Linked DNA regions of Mus musculus: all the other regions are linked to region 1. Evidence: chromatin contacts called from public Hi-C, HiChIP or PLAC-seq, Micro-C and promoter capture Hi-C data. All regions are on one chromosome and are shown on one strand. The core of a region is the stretch at or near the end of the contact, and the rest is flanking DNA. Distances in the headings are between cores, read along the strand shown.

The links. Promoter capture Hi-C pulls out the DNA fragments that hold promoters and counts their contacts. Hi-C and Micro-C count contacts between places; a contact is called where the count stands out from the background. HiChIP or PLAC-seq counts read pairs in DNA pulled down with a chosen protein or histone mark.
Region 2: a contact with region 1 is called in a promoter capture Hi-C map of the SN4741 cell line, with 7 times the contacts expected there. The contact joins the promoter of Kyat3 here to the promoter of Lmo4 in region 1. A contact is called at or near these places in 11 of 39 promoter capture datasets (the 3T3-L1 cell line, the C10 cell line, the SN4741 cell line and 6 more), 2 of 484 Hi-C or Micro-C datasets (B cells and uterus), 4 of 115 datasets of contacts at active chromatin or transcription factors (astrocytes, embryonic stem cells and stem cell-derived neural progenitor cells) and 1 of 9 other capture datasets (liver).
Region 3: a contact with region 1 is called in an H3K27ac HiChIP or PLAC-seq map of extraembryonic endoderm stem cells, with 5 times the contacts expected there. The contact joins the enhancer-like site here to the promoter of Lmo4 in region 1. A contact is called at or near these places in 5 of 39 promoter capture datasets (3T3-L1-derived adipocytes, the C10 cell line, cranial neural crest and 2 more), 10 of 115 datasets of contacts at active chromatin or transcription factors (the NIH/3T3 cell line, bone marrow-derived macrophages, craniofacial prominence and 7 more) and 1 of 9 other capture datasets (embryonic stem cells).
Region 4: a contact with region 1 is called in a Hi-C map of uterus, with 2.5 times the contacts expected there. The contact joins the enhancer-like site here to the promoter of Lmo4 in region 1. A contact is called at or near these places in 8 of 39 promoter capture datasets (3T3-L1-derived adipocytes, the C10 cell line, embryonic stem cells and 4 more), 1 of 15 datasets of contacts at CTCF or cohesin (large pre-B cells), 2 of 484 Hi-C or Micro-C datasets (myocytes and uterus) and 9 of 115 datasets of contacts at active chromatin or transcription factors (acute myeloid leukemia, astrocytes, embryonic forebrain and 6 more).
Region 5: a contact with region 1 is called in an H3K27ac HiChIP or PLAC-seq map of embryonic stem cells, with 5 times the contacts expected there. The contact joins the enhancer-like site here to the promoter of Lmo4 in region 1. A contact is called at or near these places in 6 of 39 promoter capture datasets (the 3T3-L1 cell line, the C10 cell line, the SN4741 cell line and 3 more), 1 of 484 Hi-C or Micro-C datasets (muscle stem cells) and 10 of 115 datasets of contacts at active chromatin or transcription factors (craniofacial prominence, embryonic forebrain, embryonic midbrain and 5 more).
Region 6: a Micro-C map of embryonic stem cells shows a contact between it and region 1, with 6 times the contacts expected there. The contact joins the promoter of Ccn1 here to the promoter of Lmo4 in region 1. A contact is called at or near these places in 1 of 39 promoter capture datasets (liver) and 1 of 484 Hi-C or Micro-C datasets (embryonic stem cells).

The regions. Positions count from the first base shown.
Region 1 is chr3:144,203,950-144,206,649 of GRCm38.p6, reverse strand. It overlaps Lmo4 (LIM domain only 4), which reads left to right and starts at 1,395. Exons shown (of 5, transcript NM_010723.3): 1 at 1,395-1,830.
Region 2 is chr3:142,699,496-142,702,357 of GRCm38.p6, reverse strand. Kyat3 (kynurenine aminotransferase 3) reads right to left here and starts at 1,310. Exons shown (of 14, transcript NM_001293560.1): 1 at 1,183-1,310.
Region 3 is chr3:143,187,641-143,190,511 of GRCm38.p6, reverse strand. No RefSeq gene overlaps it. Among named protein-coding and RNA genes, the nearest start is that of A830019L24Rik, 54 kb to the left of the region's middle. Within about 2 kb of position 1,366, at least 5 of the 459 cell types and tissues checked have an H3K27ac peak or open chromatin away from gene starts, as enhancers often do. A contact at or near this core is called in craniofacial prominence and extraembryonic endoderm stem cells, where this site is marked.
Region 4 is chr3:142,939,889-142,942,630 of GRCm38.p6, reverse strand. No RefSeq gene overlaps it. Among named protein-coding and RNA genes, the nearest start is that of Gm33289, 29 kb to the left of the region's middle. Within about 2 kb of position 1,485, at least 27 of the 459 cell types and tissues checked have an H3K27ac peak or open chromatin away from gene starts, as enhancers often do. A contact at or near this core is called in astrocytes and uterus, where this site is marked.
Region 5 is chr3:143,157,357-143,160,056 of GRCm38.p6, reverse strand. No RefSeq gene overlaps it. Among named protein-coding and RNA genes, the nearest start is that of A830019L24Rik, 84 kb to the left of the region's middle. Within about 2 kb of position 1,421, at least 46 of the 459 cell types and tissues checked have an H3K27ac peak or open chromatin away from gene starts, as enhancers often do. A contact at or near this core is called in the SN4741 cell line, embryonic stem cells, muscle stem cells and 1 more, where this site is marked.
Region 6 is chr3:145,648,567-145,651,266 of GRCm38.p6, reverse strand. Ccn1 (cellular communication network factor 1) reads left to right here and starts at 1,282. Exons shown (of 5, transcript NM_010516.2): 1 at 1,282-1,537; 2 at 1,832-2,045; 3 at 2,390-2,700. The coding sequence starts at 1,475. Gm17501 (a long non-coding RNA gene) reads right to left here and starts at 1,190. Exons shown (of 3, transcript XR_003954574.1): 1 at 347-1,190.

The DNA.
Region 1 (2,700 bases), core at 146-2,645:
TTAAAGAACCAAAATTCTGCACACAGCTGCTAGGACTGTAGATTTTTTGCCTGATTTTTCTTCAACTTCCTTTCTTCCAAGCTTCTCCCACAAGACTGGTTTTAGTTAATGATACTTAGCAGTACAGCTTTGCACTTCCATGATAATTTCCAACAGAAAAATCTCTCTGGAACTTACTATTAATAATCAACCCTAGTATTAACCTCAGATCGGAGATTTATTAAACCTATTTGGCAGAGTAAAGTTGAATAACTTGATGTTCAAGGATCCAGGCTGAGCTCTGGCCCTGGAAAGAGGCTCTGAAGCTAGCTAGCATTCCTCAAATCTTGGTTTGTACAAGAAACGACTAGTCTTTTTTCAGGGTCGTGAGCTAGCAGCAGGTCTGGCAAATGCTCGCATCGCTTTAGGGGGCTACGAGGGAGCTAGCATCACACCCTCTACACTGAAGCAGAATGGTGAGCAAAAAGCTTTGCCCATAAAGTTTCCTTCATCTCTGAAAACCAGGGTGTGATTTGCATTCACCAGCAACTGACAAGCATCTATGAAATGCCTCCTCCTTCCAGTTTACACTGGGGTTAATGGGAGCAAGATGGGGTTAAGCTGGCAGTACTTAGGTAGGAACTACTTCCCACTTTGCTTAAGGTTTTGAAATCTGCAACCCGAAGAATTAAACAAAACACCCGCTTTTGCACCTCCCTCCGGCAGAATGAATCCTCTACCCTAACAGGAAGAGACCCATTTCTGGGAAAGTAAGTTTCCCGAGGGTCTGTTCTCTGAGCCAGGGAAGGCGATCCCCGAGGCCCTGCGGGGGCGGGCTCCACGCGTCCTCGCGCGCTGGGCAGGCAGGTGTGGTCCTGAGCCTGGGCACGCGCTCGCTGGCCGCGTCCCCCGCGCCACCCGGGTCCCTTCTCGTGCCCCGACCCCGGGCCCCCCCCGCCTTCCCGGGCCCGGCCGGCTCAGCCGCCCGCCTCGCTCCCCGCCCCCCGAGTCTCGTTTCAGTCACCCTTTGTCCTTCCCCGGATTGGCAGGTTTTATTATTCCGCCTGAACAATCCGGCCGCCCAGTGGCTGAGGGTCGCTGACGTCGGCGGCAGAGCCGGGGAGTAGTTGGGATTCTGCTCTGTCAGTAACACATGTGTAAGCGCCGCCGAAGGAGCGAGCGAGCCGGCTAGAGGCCCGCGCCGCCGCCTCCTCCGAGCCGGGCAGCAGCAGCGGGGCAGCCGATCGGTCCAGCGCTCCCGGCCGGCCCGCAGCTCCCCACTCCGTGCGTCCTCGTACCGGCCGCGGGACCGAGCCTGCACCGCCGCTCCCGGGCCGCAGGTCGCGGGAGGGGGGAGCTCGGCCGAGCCGCCGGCGGCCCCGAGCGGGCGGGCGGGCGGGAGGAAGGCGGCGGCGGAGGAGGAGGAGCGCGGGCGCGGCGGGGGCGGGGGCGCGTACAAAGTGAAGCCACATTGCCAAACTTGCAGCCGCGATTGCAGCAGTGGCTGCTGCTGCGCCGCGCGGGCCCGGCCGAGGGAGCCTGCAGCTGCTCGCGCGCAGCCGGGGGCTGAGGACCGGGACCCTCGGGCTGAGACTTGACACTTCTTCGCCGGGCCGCCTGCCACTTAGCGTGGGGCTCCCTCTACCCGCCCCAGAGCCACGCGATTAAAAAAAAAAAAAAAAAAAAAAGCAGCCCTTAGCCCCCTCCTCCCCTTTCCTGCTTCTGCGAGAACTCCCTCCCTCCCTCCAGCTCCGCCAGCCCCAGCGCCCCTGCCCTGGAAGCCGAGCGGCTCCGCTCGCATTTCGCCGCCGCCGCCGCCTCTCGCAGTGTTGCAATATAGGGGAGAAGCAGGTAAGGGGGTGGCTGGGGACGCCGCGGGCCCGGAGGGGACGAGGGAGAGAGGGAGGGGGGAACTGATCGGGGCCGGGGCTGTTTTCTTTGGCTTCCTTCCCTTGACCGTCCCAAATTGCAAGTAAACAATACGTCGCCTTAGATAATGCGTGAGTCTGAAACTACCGGAGGCCGGCCTGCGAGCTAGCAAGGAGGGCAGCCCCGGGCCGCCAGCTTTGTAGCGGTTCCTTGCTTACAAAAGGGTTCTTCTTGGAGACGGGGCTGGTGGGGACCCTGGAGAGGGCTGGGGGCAGTTCCAGTTCCTAAAGGAAAGGCAGGGGCTGCTCAGATGAGAAGTGGTGTGTGCGTGGGTGGGGGCGATAGTCAAGACCCCCCCCCCAACACTGTTTGAAACAGGGAACGAAAAGCTCTAAGTGACCAGGAGCTGGCATTGCTGATTCTTTTAAAAAGAATTCCTCTTGGCTTATAAGTCTTTTGTTCCAATCCAGGAGAAATCCGGTGAATCACCTAATTAAAATCAAGACATGAATTAAGCATCCATTTTTGTACTACAAATGGCCAGCGCTACGTTTGTCCCTCCCTTGGTCTCCATTAAAAAACACCAGAGACGTTGTTAAAGGGGGGCAGATTTTGCCTCTAGCTGCCAGCTCTGCTTTCTATTTCACTGACTATCCCAGGACCTAAATTGCTTGGCTATGTAATTACTAGAGTATAAGCCTATTTAACTTAAAAGCTTTCTTTTTTTTTTTTTCCAACTCTAAATGAAACTTGATGAGGGCCCGTCCTTAGTTATCAGGGGAGTCACTTTCTGGTCAGTCCTCTTGATTCATCTCTTTTAGATTTAATCAGCATTAAGGTATTGCTTGTCCT
Region 2 (2,862 bases), core at 61-2,560, 1.5 Mb after region 1:
AAATCTGACCCATAGGAGGTATACAGACATAAAGAATAGTTGTGTTAGCAATCTGAAAACGTCAGGAACCTTCAGGTTACCTAAAAGCTCAAGAAAGATTTATCAGAGACAGCCTCTTGATAAATAACACTGCTCCCTTTATTTTCACCACATGCCATACCTGTTAGCCGGGTTCTAGAGTGTTTATAAAGTTCGCTAATTGCAACAGAGCGAGGTGAACAGGGTTCTAGCTTTCAAAGTACAGAGGCATTCAAGGCCATATGAAGAGGTGAAGCATGAATAAAAAACACAGTCAAGTTTATCAGCATAAGTGTTAAGAGGCATTATCAGCATAAGAGTTAAGAGGCACCATTCAAAACGGGCTTTAAGGCCGCGTGAAAGTGAGATTCTCTCACAAGGGAAGCGGTATGGTCACCTGATGCCGAAATTAGGGTACCGCACACAGGCAAAAGTTGAACAGATTTACAGGCTGGCTGGCTGCAGCCCTGAGCAAGCTTCCCGTGTGCCACCTACCTACCCAGCAGCCCATAGGTGGAACACTGAATGGAGGTGCTTAGGGGCGAGCGGCTCAGATCTACAAGAATGCTTGACCTTCAGACACCACCAATTAAGACTGCTTTTGTCTTTTGCAAAGCTCCGAAAAGATAATCTCAAGCTTCTGGTTTAACTGCTTTTCCAACCCTGAACTTTCGCCTTATCTGGGCTAGGGAGGTAGCTCAGTTAGTAGGGATGAAGCTCTGGGTTCCAACCTAGGCACCGAATAAAACCAGCAGCGGTGGCGCACACCTCTAATCTTAGCACTGGGTGTGTGGGTCGGGTGTGTGGGAGTGGAGATAGGAGGATTAAAAAGTTCCTTTGCCACAAAACTACTTCCAGAAGAAGAGACTGTCTCAAGAAACAAACACAAACATCTTTCACGGATGAACTGAAGTCAGTATTGCCCTTGCAAAGGTGCGTTCTAAACACCCAGACTACACAATCAAGAGTAAAAGGGACAAGGGTGGACTTTTCTCCAAAGAAAAGCCTGTCAACCCCAAGATAAATCCCACAGTCTCCGCTGTGGTCCGACCATGTGCCTAGTACGGGCGCTTCTCCTGCCCGCCGACCTCCCTTTGGCTCCCGGCTCCGCAAACTCTGTATGCCCCGGGCCGAGTCACCGCTCACTACGTCCCGCCCGCTTACATCGTTCTCCTGGTTCCAATGCGTCCCTGGCCTTAGTCCGGAGGTCGCTAGGTGTCGCCGGGGTTCCTGGCGGAATGCACTCGGGGATCCAGAAGCAGAGTGCAGCAGGAACCCTCCTGATTGTAGAGGAGGCGGGGTGGAGGCGGTTCGTGGCTCTGACCAGGGATTGGCTCCGGTATCAGGGCTAAGGCTACAGATTGGTTACGGATTTCTCCAATCGTGGCGCGCCCTGTGAGAGTGCACAAGAAGCTCCCAGGCTAGGGGACAGGGCGTGGCCTTGGCTGAGTATCCAGGAAAAAGTGGAAGTGTGCGACTGTTTGGAGCAGAACTGTTTTTAAATCTCCGCTGCGTGGATTCGAAGCAGGTTCTAGGAGAAAGACTTGAAAATGCTTGAGAGGCCGGCCTGTGTAGTTGTCTATGTGTTCCCTCTGATGGGGAGAGAGGAGGGAGAGGGAATCTTTCCTTCGGAACTGTAAAGTGATGCAGGACCTAAAAGGCGGAGGAAGTGACACTGAAGCGGGAGGACAAGCTGTTAAGAGCACAGCTTGGGGGTTAGATTTTCTTCCTCTTGCGTTTAAAGGAGTCGAGGTGTTGTAGTTCACGAGAGCGGCTGAACGCTGTACTCACGCCTGTAGGAAGGAACAAAAGCGGATTTGGTTGGATGCACTGACCTTGCCACAGTGAGCCAAGCGCTTCTGTATTTTGTTACGAACATTAAAGGTGCTCATTGTAAGCAAGGGCACAGGCAGGCTGCTGAACTGACCGACCCATGGTGGGAAGAAGATGTTTACCTAAGATATAGGAGAGAGAGAATAACTAGAGGATTTGGGGAAAGTCCAAAGCAGTTATGGGAAGAGAGCAGAGAGGCAGACTGGCAAGGGCTGTCTCTCCAGAGCAGAGGGAATAGCAGGAAAAACCTTGCGAGTTATAAAGAAAAACCGGTGGCTGCAGCTTCAGGTGTGTGTGTGTGTGTGTGTGTGTGTGTGTGTGTGTGTGTGTGTGTTTGTCCTGTGAATTGGAACAGCCTGGAAGTTTAGAATAGAAGGGGAGGAGGGCTTGAGAGCTCTGTGGCTTTGGTAGGCACTTTGTATCTTAATAGGCAAGTGGATTTTCCTGGCAGACAGAAGGTTTCAGAGGTCCTTAAGGATGAGGGTGAACTTTTGTCTCTCCCTGAAATTCTACAGTGGAGCTTGAGGTGAGGCAAGCCTTCATTTTGAACCCAGTCAGCGGGTCTGTCCATATTCGGGATTCTTGGAGTTTTCCCCTTTGGACCTAAAACTCATGACGATCTGGAATGGCTTTATCTGCAGTCGGTGTTCTGTTGATATTGCTGAGGTTGAATTGGGGAACATCGCAGTTCGTTCTCAAGGTTTTTGAGGCTAAGTGGCTGCTCGGTGTCCCTTTCCTTTCTCTCTCTTCTCCTTTTCACATACAACCATTACAGTAAGCTGCTAGTTTCTTATTTCAAAACACAGGGTATGTTTCATGACCACTGTGTTCCTAGTTTCTGATATAATTACACTGCCCACATGGTGGACTGCTGCCTTTACCGTTTCTTTGACTTGTGGTTTCCTTGCTCATTAGAATGTCAATTTGCTGGCTGCAGCCATCTTGGAGCAAAACATGGAATCTACAAGTTGAGTTTACTGTTCTTTGTTTGTCCTTTTGTTTTCAAGATAG
Region 3 (2,871 bases), core at 117-2,616, 1.0 Mb after region 1:
TCACCATATGGCATGGCATGCAAGGTACAATATAAACAATTCCTGTTTGAGAGGGTCTGTCTTGAAGAGACTAAAGTACTTTCAGATAGCCCCTCCCATTGTAATCCTCAATATGAGATGTAGAGAATGAAAGGGAGGGGGAGACAGGATGAATACAGGACCAGAAAGCCAGGAAGTGCCTCCTCCCTCACACTAGCATCTTCTGCTCTGGAGGTTGCCCTGAAAAGAAGAGCTGAAACTGAGAAGCCATGATCTGTCCAACACGGATCGTTGGGAGCCATGGGATATCTAAGTCCCATATCCTTAAGCATTTATTGAGGGAAATGTGTTACTCTTTGACGTAATAATCAAGTAGAAGCATGTGCTCAACGACAAAGGCATAATCCATAAACATACTCAACCACTCATTTCTTTTTCCTAATTAACTTCTATGTATGTGTATATGTGCGTGTAAGTGAGACTGTGCCACATGGATGAGTGTCCACACCAACCAGAAGAGGGTGTCAGATCCCCTGGAACTGAACTCAAGGGCTCTGGAAACCTGGGAAGTGCTCCTCCCTGCCGAGCCATCGCTCCAGGGCCCCAATCATTCATTTCTACAGTATTTCAGAGAGCTTCTATTGTATGGAGGTAAGGTGCCATCTTTAGGCTTAGGAACACTGGTCAGATAAATCTCAGGTCCTGAGGAAGCTGATAGCCTGAGAATGTTGCAGGACAGAGGTATCATCTCTGCTTCAGTGGGTCAGGATTTGATGCAATGTCTTCGACTTATGGTACTTATAAGGTACCATCCACATATTTTTTCTCCTTCTGGGCCATAATAAAGTGAGTTTAAAGAATCTGTAGACATCACCTTTATCCTCTCTTGTTTGTCAAAAAAAAAAAAATCCACAAAAGTAAAATGCCTTGTTCAAGATTATTTATAATTTAGAAGCAAGTCTGAGAGAAGAATGTAAGCTTCCAGCCCAGCTTTTCTTTCCTAGTAACACCACACTCTGAATCCTTTAGAGGAATGAGGCATTAGCTACATTTGCACACAAAGTACAAATTGCTTCCTTTATTAGAACATCCAACTCTGTCATTTTCTTGCCTTTCAACTGACTTTCAGCACCTCTACTCCGGAATCAGTCTAGCAACCTACCGCAACAAAATGCACAACTCTTTATACATATTTTATCATTTCTTTTAAGTCTCACTTTACAGGATTTCTAAGTTTTTCTCTGGTGTCTCTGGTATCCTGATTTTAGTTAATAGCAATGAAACAAGAGCAAAAAAAAAAAGTAAAATCCAAGTCCTTGATCTGGGCCTGTTTAGTGAGCAAGGGAAAGAAAACACGGGGCTGGAGGCACATGAAAACACGTCAATCAGCTGTAATTGCTCTCCGAGAGGAACTCTCTTCCTGCAAGTAAAAACAAGCTCGTCCCCAGTACAGGGCTTTGTAGTGACGACTAATCTACTAATGACCAGCTCGGCGGTTCTCCTCACATTGGCTCAAAATGAACATTTGATAAAACATGACAGAAAAGGACACCCTGACCAAGTCACAAATCTTCAACAATGTCATAAAGGACATATGTGTGTGTGTGTGTGTGCGTGCATGTGTGTGTGTGTGTGTGTGTGTGTGTGTGTGTGTGTGTGTGTGTGTGTGTGTGTGTGTGCATGTGTGTGTGTGTGTGTGTGTGTGTGTGTGTGTGTGTGTGTGTGCATGTGTGTGTGTGTGTGTGTGTGTGTGTGTGTGAGTGTGTGTGTGTGTGTGTGTGCATGTGTGTGTGAGTGTGTGTGTGTGTGTGTGTGCATGTGTGTGTGAGTGTGTGTGTGTGTGTGTGTGCATGTGTGTGTGTGCATGTGTGTGTGTGTGTGTGTGTGCGTGTGTGTGTGTGTAATCTTTAAACATAGGAAGTAATGGTGTTACTGCATTTTAGCATCATTGACTTCTGAGAATTCTAATGACATTATGCATTTCATAGTTACTGAAATGGCACAGATATATATACCAGAACTCTGCCACATTTAAAAATACTCTAGTTGTACAACGATTCTTTTTTAAAAGTAAAATAGCCCAGATTTGGCCTGAAGACATGAAAACCACACCCTTGGGAGTGATATCTAAAGGCTATATTTGGCTAGATATATTTAAAGACAGTTTTAAAATATTTTCAGTATAATTTTCTATTAGTTTGGAGCATACTTAAATGGAAACACTAATCTCTACAACAAAAGGCAGAGGGCAAATACCCTCTGCAAAAAAGAAAGGAAAGAAGGAAGAAGGAAAGGAAGCAAGGGACGGAGGGAGGGACAGAGGGAAGGAGGAAGGGGGAGGAAGACAGGGAAGGAAGACGACCACCCACCTAATCTATTACCACTGTCTTTATTCTTTACCACAAACTTTAGTTCTGTATTTTTGAATAACACCAGATTTAGAAAATAGAAACAAACTAGAAGGCATAGACATTCACTCCAGTGTGGAAACAAAATAAGATCAACAATAAAGTTTACAATAAACTCTAGCTGAAGGCCCATTGTGATTGTCACTTAAACAATTAAAGGTTGATGCCACCCTTTAGAGAATGACTTCATGGAATTTCTTTATTCTCAAAGTCACCGATGCTGTAATGCAATAATACCATTATTTCCTATGTTTAAAGATCACACACACACATACACACACACATGTATAGATACACACACACTGTGTGTGTGTGTGTGTGTGTTTGTGTGTTTGTGTGTGTGTGTGTGTGTATACTTTCATGGCATTCTCTAAAATAACATATAATGGTTAATTTATAAATTTTTTTTAAAAAAAACTCATTTCAAGTTTTAAAATAGCTAATTTTCAGACCTAATAAGGCCAGGCAAATGGAAAGGGTTTAT
Region 4 (2,742 bases), core at 236-2,735, 1.3 Mb after region 1:
AAGCTCCATCACACTTAGGCTCCTCAGAGAAGCCCCTGTCTTCTGCTACCTCTGCTATGGAAGGAAGGAGGGGGCAGGCACAAAGTCCTATGCCTATGTAAAACTCTATTAGCATTTGCTGGCTACAGGAGTGTGGGGGAGAAAGAATCAGTTTCCCTTTAGGGGATGAGCCTTGGTGGATCCACAACACTCAAGAGCAGGTCCCCATACCCTAGAGTATTTGAACAATACAAATTGAATTTGAGGCTGTTACAGTGTTTTTCTGTTTTTTAAGAACATGCAGTTACATGGGTAGAAGTGGGTGTGGGTCTTGGAGGAGTTACAGGGTGAGAGAGTGTGAGCAAAATACATAACATGGAGTTCTCAGAGAATTAATAAAAATACTCCTTTTTTAAAAAAATCAGCGGGCTAATTGGATATGACTGACTTTCAAACTAATAAGATTGTGTGGACTTCGTGAAGAGGCCACGTACTCTGCATATTGTTTTCAAAGGAACTGTGAGCTGCAGCTTTGATTAATTATATTAATTCCTGAATTTAGAACCAAGCTGAAAGCTGTTTAATTCCTGGAGTCCTTTCATGTCCCATACAAGCCTTCACTGGAAGCCCTGAGAAGCACTTTTAGAAGCTGAAATTGTTTTCTCTCTAATCCCCTGGAGACCAATGCAGTGAACTTTATCCTGTGACGCTGCTGAATTCAGTCATGATATAATTAGGGAGAGTTTTATTTTGCTTTGTTTTGGTTTTGTCCGAGTCAAGTCCATGAACTGTAGCTAACACTGGCTATCTTCAAAGCGTTCCAGGGGAAGTTGGCAGCTTATACACACATGCAATAAGAGAGAACAAGGAATATGACAGGCACGGGAGGAGAGCCAGTGTGCCTGGGACCTAGCAGGGAGGCATTTCTACTGTCTTGGAGGCTTGTGTGATATTCTTGTAAGAGTGTTTCCATACTTTCAAAGAGATGTTTCTAATGAGCTACTTGGGATGAGGACCTCAAGGGACATGTTCAAACTAAAAATGATGGTTATTGAGCAAGAACTACATTCAGAAACAAAAGAACACTTTGTTTTCTTGAGCCCTTTCATGGAGTTGGGTAGAGCCAAATTGCTCAGTATAAGAAAGAGATGAATATGCAGAGCCTGGGGTGGGAGGAAGGGTGGATTCAGGAAAAGTATTCGTGGGGAGATGGGGGTGGGGGGATGAAGACAAATGCAATCATCCCTGGAGCACCACGGCTAAAAAGGGACAACAACAACAACAGTAGCAGAAAGTATGGAGTGCTTGTTACTGTACCATGTGGAAGGCTAGCCCTGTCCTCTTCCCTGTGGAGCCTGTGACTCTCACTTAGGCCCTCACAAAAGTCAACTTGAGAGTGAGAGGGAAAGAATGAAGCCATGCAGGAGAAGTTAGTTCTATGTCCGTGAGGGCAGAAAATTACAACCAGGGCTGCTCTGTGGAAGACGTCTGCTGCTGTCTGGCTGACATGGTGTATTGAGAAAGTGAAATAGAGACAAATAGTTCTGGTGAAGGAACAGGGTAATCTTAGGAGGGGCCATGAGAGGAGTCTGAAACATTACGCAACTTCTCTTAGTGCAAATGGGCAACAGTTAAGAAGATTTGAGAAGAGGAATGACATCATCGGGTTAAAATTTGAAATAATTACTTTGGCAGCAATTAAGAGAACAGGCTGAGGAGGCAATGAAGAGATGGAAGGGAAGTGAGAAGCTTTGCAGCATTCCAGGAGAGAAGCGAGAGGCATGAACTGGTGAGCTGTGGAGACAGAGAGGATGAGAGGAACACACCATGGAGACACTTGGAAAAGCTAGCACTAAAAGGTCTCCGTTGGTTAGATACGGCCCAGTGTTCTGATGTTATTAGAGCTGAGGGGTTACCGAGACATTCACATCCTCGCTGGTTACCACTCTTTGATGGAGTTCTCACCTATTATGAGCAGGCCCGCAGGCCCAGGGTTCGATCTCCAGGACCACAGAAGTAAACATGTATAAAATACATACACAATATATAAAATGATATTGTATTCAATATCATATTTGCAGAGAGAAGGGATTATGAGCAAAACATTCTGGCTTTCTTGGACCAACAGACTCCATGTATTGCAGCTCTCCATGCTCAGCTAAGAAAACTTGGGGAAAGTAGGGTGAGTTCACTCGCCTTTCAGGCCCTGAGGTAGAGAGTAAGGATAGCACTCAGTTTCTGACCTGAGAGCGAAGGTATCATTGAGGTGAGAAGGCAGAAGCAGGCTCGGATGCAAATGGTAAGAGACCCTGAAGTCCAATTTTAGACACGTTGGGTTTCAGCAGCCTCCGGGATATAGAAGACAGAAGAACTATCCAGAAAGCAGATTGAGCTTTGTAATCTTAACATTTCAAGTATTCAAGAGCTAGCTTTAAAATATAGTTTAGAAAGTTACTAGATTCTAAGGCTATGTATATGAATGGTTAAGATTTCCCAGGGGTAATTTATACAGAGAAAGGGAGAATCAAGGGGAGAGGGATGAAGAGACAACCCTGGGAAACATCAATATTTACAACATACATAAAGTTCCTGAGAACCGTTATAATAGCATGAGAAAAAAGAAAAACCACCAAGAGAGTCCATAGTCTAAAAGTCAGGGCAAGACAATGTTTGAAGAAACAAGCTAGGGTCAGAGTCCAGTGCTACAGACAGATCAAGTAAGATGAAGAAGCTGAAAATTATCCTTTGGATTTAACAGCAAAG
Region 5 (2,700 bases), core at 172-2,671, 1.0 Mb after region 1:
TCTGTCATTCTAAAACACTGGTAAAATTGAGTTAAAACTGAAAGGTTTCATCAAGTTAGTTGAGCCATCAAAAACAAAAGTTAACTGGTTTTCACTTAGAATAAATTCATATCTAAGTTTTGTGTGGGGAAAAAAATGTCTGTTTTTCACAGTAACTGTGAAAGTGCTCTGATAATAGGAAACAGAAAACCTGTGCTCAGCCTTCCTCGCCCTGGAGCACCTCCCCCGGAGCACCATATCATCATTTAGATTATCTCAGCTTCACTTCCTTTTACCCTCTTCAGTAGTCAGCTAATTTATCATATTTTACATGCCCTTATTAGCCATAAGAAATGATTTCTGAAAGAAAATGTAGTGTAAATAAATAATCAACTAAACTAATTTTCTTCCACTGCATTGATCAGTTGTTGGGTGGAACTTAATGGATCGATCAGCTTGTTAGGTGCTGAATCCCTTACTTGCTAGGCTTTGGTATAAAGCATAGTTCACCGATACATCTACATTGTCCTAAACAGGACAAACAGTACCGTGTGTGTGTGTGTGTGTGTGTGTGTGTGTGTGTGTGTGTGTGTGTGTGTGATGGGTGTGTGTGTGAAGTGTGTTCATGCTATGGTGTACCTGCGGCAGTCAGAGAACAACTCTCGGGAGTCAGTTCTCTCCTGCCACCTCGTTAGATTCAGGGCTGGAACTCTCATCATCAGACTGACACTAAAATAATTTTACTCACTCAGTCACCTGACCAAGATGTTCCAAAGGCACAAGGTGAATTCTGCTAGTTACCGAACATGCCCATGGAATTCATGATTCCAAAGTTGGGGAAATTACCAGAGTTGGTTCAGGAACGCACCAGGTCCATCCCGAGACAGACATCAGCTGAAGTTCTACCTAGACATGCTTTGGACTCTTGGTTTTTGGGGACATTTGAAGTCTCTTGAAATTAGTGTCAAAACAGAACCAGTGTACAATAGCTCCCACAAAGGTGTGATCTTTTTTCCCCAATGTGCAGAAACCCTGATCAAAATACTAGAACCAGCTCCCTTGTGAGAATCTGGAAGACTAATAGCATAAAGTGTAGACAGTGCAGCAGATTCCTTCAACTAACAGGTCTTGTTTACAAACTCGCTTAAATTGAAAAGTTGCTTCCTTGATTCTGTTTTGGATGCTATCTGTATGACTCATACCTCTCCCGTTTATGCAAATAGAGTAAGAATTCAGCAGACTGTCATCTAAGGTTGTGGTTCCCTTTACAATGAGCCAAAACAAAAGAATTCAGTGGGTCAGACGCATGAGTAAGGCTTTGACCCTGCTGCCATTGAAACAGTCACAGGCATTTTGCAGTTGGTGGTTGTGGAATAGCATGTGGCTCCTGGCACTCTGGGCTCCAATTATCCCCATTGTGTTCACATCTGCAGCGCAAAGTAACATCCCTACTGTGACATCTGCTCTCCGGATAAGAGTGGCCAGACACTGCTCAGGGATTCTGGGGGACGGTGAGGACTTCCTCCACAAATTTACTTTCCCCATTGGTACGAAGAGGGGAGTCTTTCCCAAGTAGGTGAACCAGTGTTATGTAAAAATAGTCAGGAAGTAGGTCTGTGGGTGTGAGTGTGTACTATCTCAGCAGGGCAAAACAGACGACAGTGTGGGGAAACCGAAAAGAAAATATTCACCGTAAAGTTTTGAATCATTAGGTGTTCTGATGTTTGTGACATTAATTCCAACAAGCAATAGTCTTAAATATAAGAACTTGCACAATTTTTTTTCTATCTTCAAAGATGGCTACATAAACTTTTCTTTTCATTTTCACATACAGGGTTAGTACATGCAAATAAATCATCCCAGTCAGATAGAGGAAAGGCGCAGTTGTCTTGCTAGACATGAATGCCATGAATCAAAGACAAAGATGAGGACTGAAGTCCGACACTGATGCAATCTATGATTCTGAAAAAACAAAAACAAAAACCAAGCAACAAAAGACAAACAAACAAACAAACAAACACTGCATTCTGGGTTTACAATGTCACTATCTGTAAAGTACTTTAACTAACAAAAGAATTACAGCTTTTTACCCCAATGTTCCTCCAAGTAGTTCAGCTTTGCCACTTTCTTATATAGAGTACTGTGGGGTTTGGGGTTGGCTTTCTTTTTTTTTTTTTTTTTTTTTTTTTACTTTAATTAAACTTGACTTTAAAAAGTTTATTGATTCTTTGAAATTTTCACTCGTGGAGCCGATGATCCAGATTTGATTCAGAGCACACATATGCCAGCTCACAACAACTTGTAACTCCAGTTCTGAGGAATCTGATACCTTCTTCTGTTCTTCATGGGCACCAAGTACACACAGATACACAGAGAACACAGCAGGAAGATCTTTGCCACACAGATCTGTAGAGAGACCAGCAAGGTTAAGCACACGGGATTATCTTTCTAATAGGAAAAAATGTTTAAAGAAAAGAAGGAGGGAGGGAGAGGAAGGGAAGGGAAGGGAAGGGAAGGGAAGGGAAGGGAAGGGAAGGGAAGGAAAGGAAAGGAAAGGAAAGGAAAGGAAAGGAAAGGAAAGGAAAGGAAAGGAAAGGAAAGGAAAGGAAAAAGGAAACCTGTTCTTCCAGAAAGCTGAGAACAGGAAGTGATTAATAGCCTGGTGGTCTGGGTTATCAGTAGGGCCAGGCCACATCAAGCTCCCACAACCAGACTGGAGGT
Region 6 (2,700 bases), core at 33-2,532, 1.4 Mb before region 1:
TTTAATAAGATCTTAAAACCCAACTTCCTCTATTACAGTGTTGCCTTCTAAATCCCTCATGTCTCGGAACTTGGAGGGAGCCACTGCACTACCCTTGAAAAAGAAGGCTTCTAAGTGATCCAAAACAAAGGAGTTAAACACATGGACGGGCCCAGACACACACACACACACACACACACACACACACACACTCACACACACGGGGGGGGGGCAAACAAATACACACAGCGAGACACATAGGGGGCGGTGGGGGAGGGTGTCTGCAAACACCCCGAGTCTTTTTTCCAGCTATCCACAGGGCACAATGGTCCTGTTAGAATCTGTTTTGTCCCGGTAGCTTTTGCACCTGGTGATTTCAGGACAAGTCACTCCACGGTGGTCTCCTCCGCTTCTGCTTTGGCTGCTCAGTTTCCACCGCCGCCAGTCCAGGGAGAGAGGCCAGGAGGGTTGACCCGGCCTCCGGCATCCGTGAGGAAGTGGACGTCAGGCTCCGGGAGAACTCTGCACTCGTTTCCTCTTGGATTTCCAATGCAGGCAGTGGGCTGGAACTAAAACTGGGAACCTCCAAAAACAAACAAGTACAACATACCAAAAAAAAGGGGGAGGGATGAGGGAAGACCTCTGGCTGGAAATATGCCAGCGAAGAGGGAAGCTTCCCTCCCCCCCCCCATTCATAAATGCCACTCCGGGTATTAATTTGCAATACACTTCTCTTGGCTAATAAACATCATGCCAAAGCTTTGGGACTTGATCCGAGCATGCCTCTTTGAAGTCCACAAATAGATCCCTGGCTTAGAAACCAACTCCCCCTCCCCTTTGGACTCTCAGTAGATAACTTTACTCTCACCTTGGTTGTAAACAAGCAAACAGCTCGCTGCCTTTCCCGGTAGGCATCACCAAACAAAACCACTTTTGTTCCTCTGTCTCCCGCCCTCCCATGTCTAGGCAAAGATCTGAAGGGTTCACACCAACACATACACCACGCCCCCCCCCCCCATATACCCTCTTCAATCAAAATCATCACCCTCGCGCCCCAAGCATCCCGCCCTCCCCAAAGGAAGTTGTTATTTAAAGTGGAAAAAAACGAACTTTTTTTTCTCTCTGATGGATCTGAGAAGAGGGGGGAAAAGGTGCAACGGAGCCAGGGGAGGTGCTTGGCAGCAGCCCGCGCCAACCAACATTCCTGAGATGTTTGAGAATTCTAGAACGCGCCGACAGAGCTACGTCACTGCAACACGCGGCGCCTAGGCAGGCATTATAAAGGGCGGGCTCCCGGCGCTGGGGCAGACCGTGAGCGAGAGCGCCCCAGAGAAGCGCCTGCAATCTCTGCGCCTCCTCCGCCAGCACCTCGAGAGAAGGACACCCGCCGCCTCGGCCCTCGCCTCACCGCACTCCGGGCGCATTTGATCCCGCTGCTCGCCGGCTTGTTGGTTCTGTGTCGCCGCGCTCGCCCCGGTTCCTCCTGCGCGCCACAATGAGCTCCAGCACCTTCAGGACGCTCGCTGTCGCCGTCACCCTTCTCCACTTGACCAGACTGGTGAGTTGGATTTTTTTTTTTAACCACTGCTTCCCGGTCTGCCCTCATCGATTCCTTTCCCCGGGCCATGATCTTTCACCGCAGGGAAAGTTAGACTGAAAAGTTCGGAGGTAGCTGTTGCTTTATGCCCAGGGGGCCTCTTCCTGGGACGCAGCCGCTGGGGTGGTCAGGCTGCCGGGACGCGATCGAGACACTTCTGGTGGACGGAGCCCCACAGCCAGACCTAGGCTCAGGGCAGTTTACGTGCCTCCCCGAGCAATGCAAAGCAATCTCACGCGCTTCTCCCTCTTGCAGGCGCTCTCCACCTGCCCCGCCGCCTGCCACTGCCCTCTGGAGGCACCCAAGTGCGCCCCGGGAGTCGGGTTGGTCCGGGACGGCTGCGGCTGCTGTAAGGTCTGCGCTAAACAACTCAACGAGGACTGCAGCAAAACTCAGCCCTGCGACCACACCAAGGGGTTGGAATGCAATTTCGGCGCCAGCTCCACCGCTCTGAAAGGGATCTGCAGAGGTAAGAGGCTTGTGGTTTGGCCCCTTTAAAAAAAATAATAGTCCCCATAGTCCAGAAGTTTAGTAATTTTGAGACCATGTATGGTGGACGCTTTGTTGATGGTAGCTTGGCAGAAAGGCACATGATTTCAGCAGTCTGGAATGCAATTCAGAGTGTCTGGGCCCAACGAAAAGCGCATACGGAAAAGTGATTCCTGACTAACTTATTGTTCAGCTCTGGAGTCTCGGGGGAACTGTAGGGAACTTTACCATACATTGAATTGAACAGCGGAAAATATGTATGAGTTTCAGCCTGTGGCGGCGAATCTTAACCTTCTCCTCTCTCTCTTTTGGTCGTCTTTGCAGCTCAGTCAGAAGGCAGACCCTGTGAATATAACTCCAGAATCTACCAAAACGGGGAAAGCTTCCAGCCCAACTGTAAACACCAGTGCACATGTATTGATGGCGCCGTGGGCTGCATTCCTCTGTGTCCCCAAGAACTGTCTCTCCCCAATCTGGGCTGTCCCAACCCCCGGCTGGTGAAAGTCAGCGGGCAGTGCTGTGAAGAGTGGGTTTGTGATGAAGACAGCATTAAGGACTCCCTGGACGACCAGGATGACCTCCTCGGACTCGATGCCTCGGAGGTGGAGTTAACGAGAAACAATGAGTTAATCGCA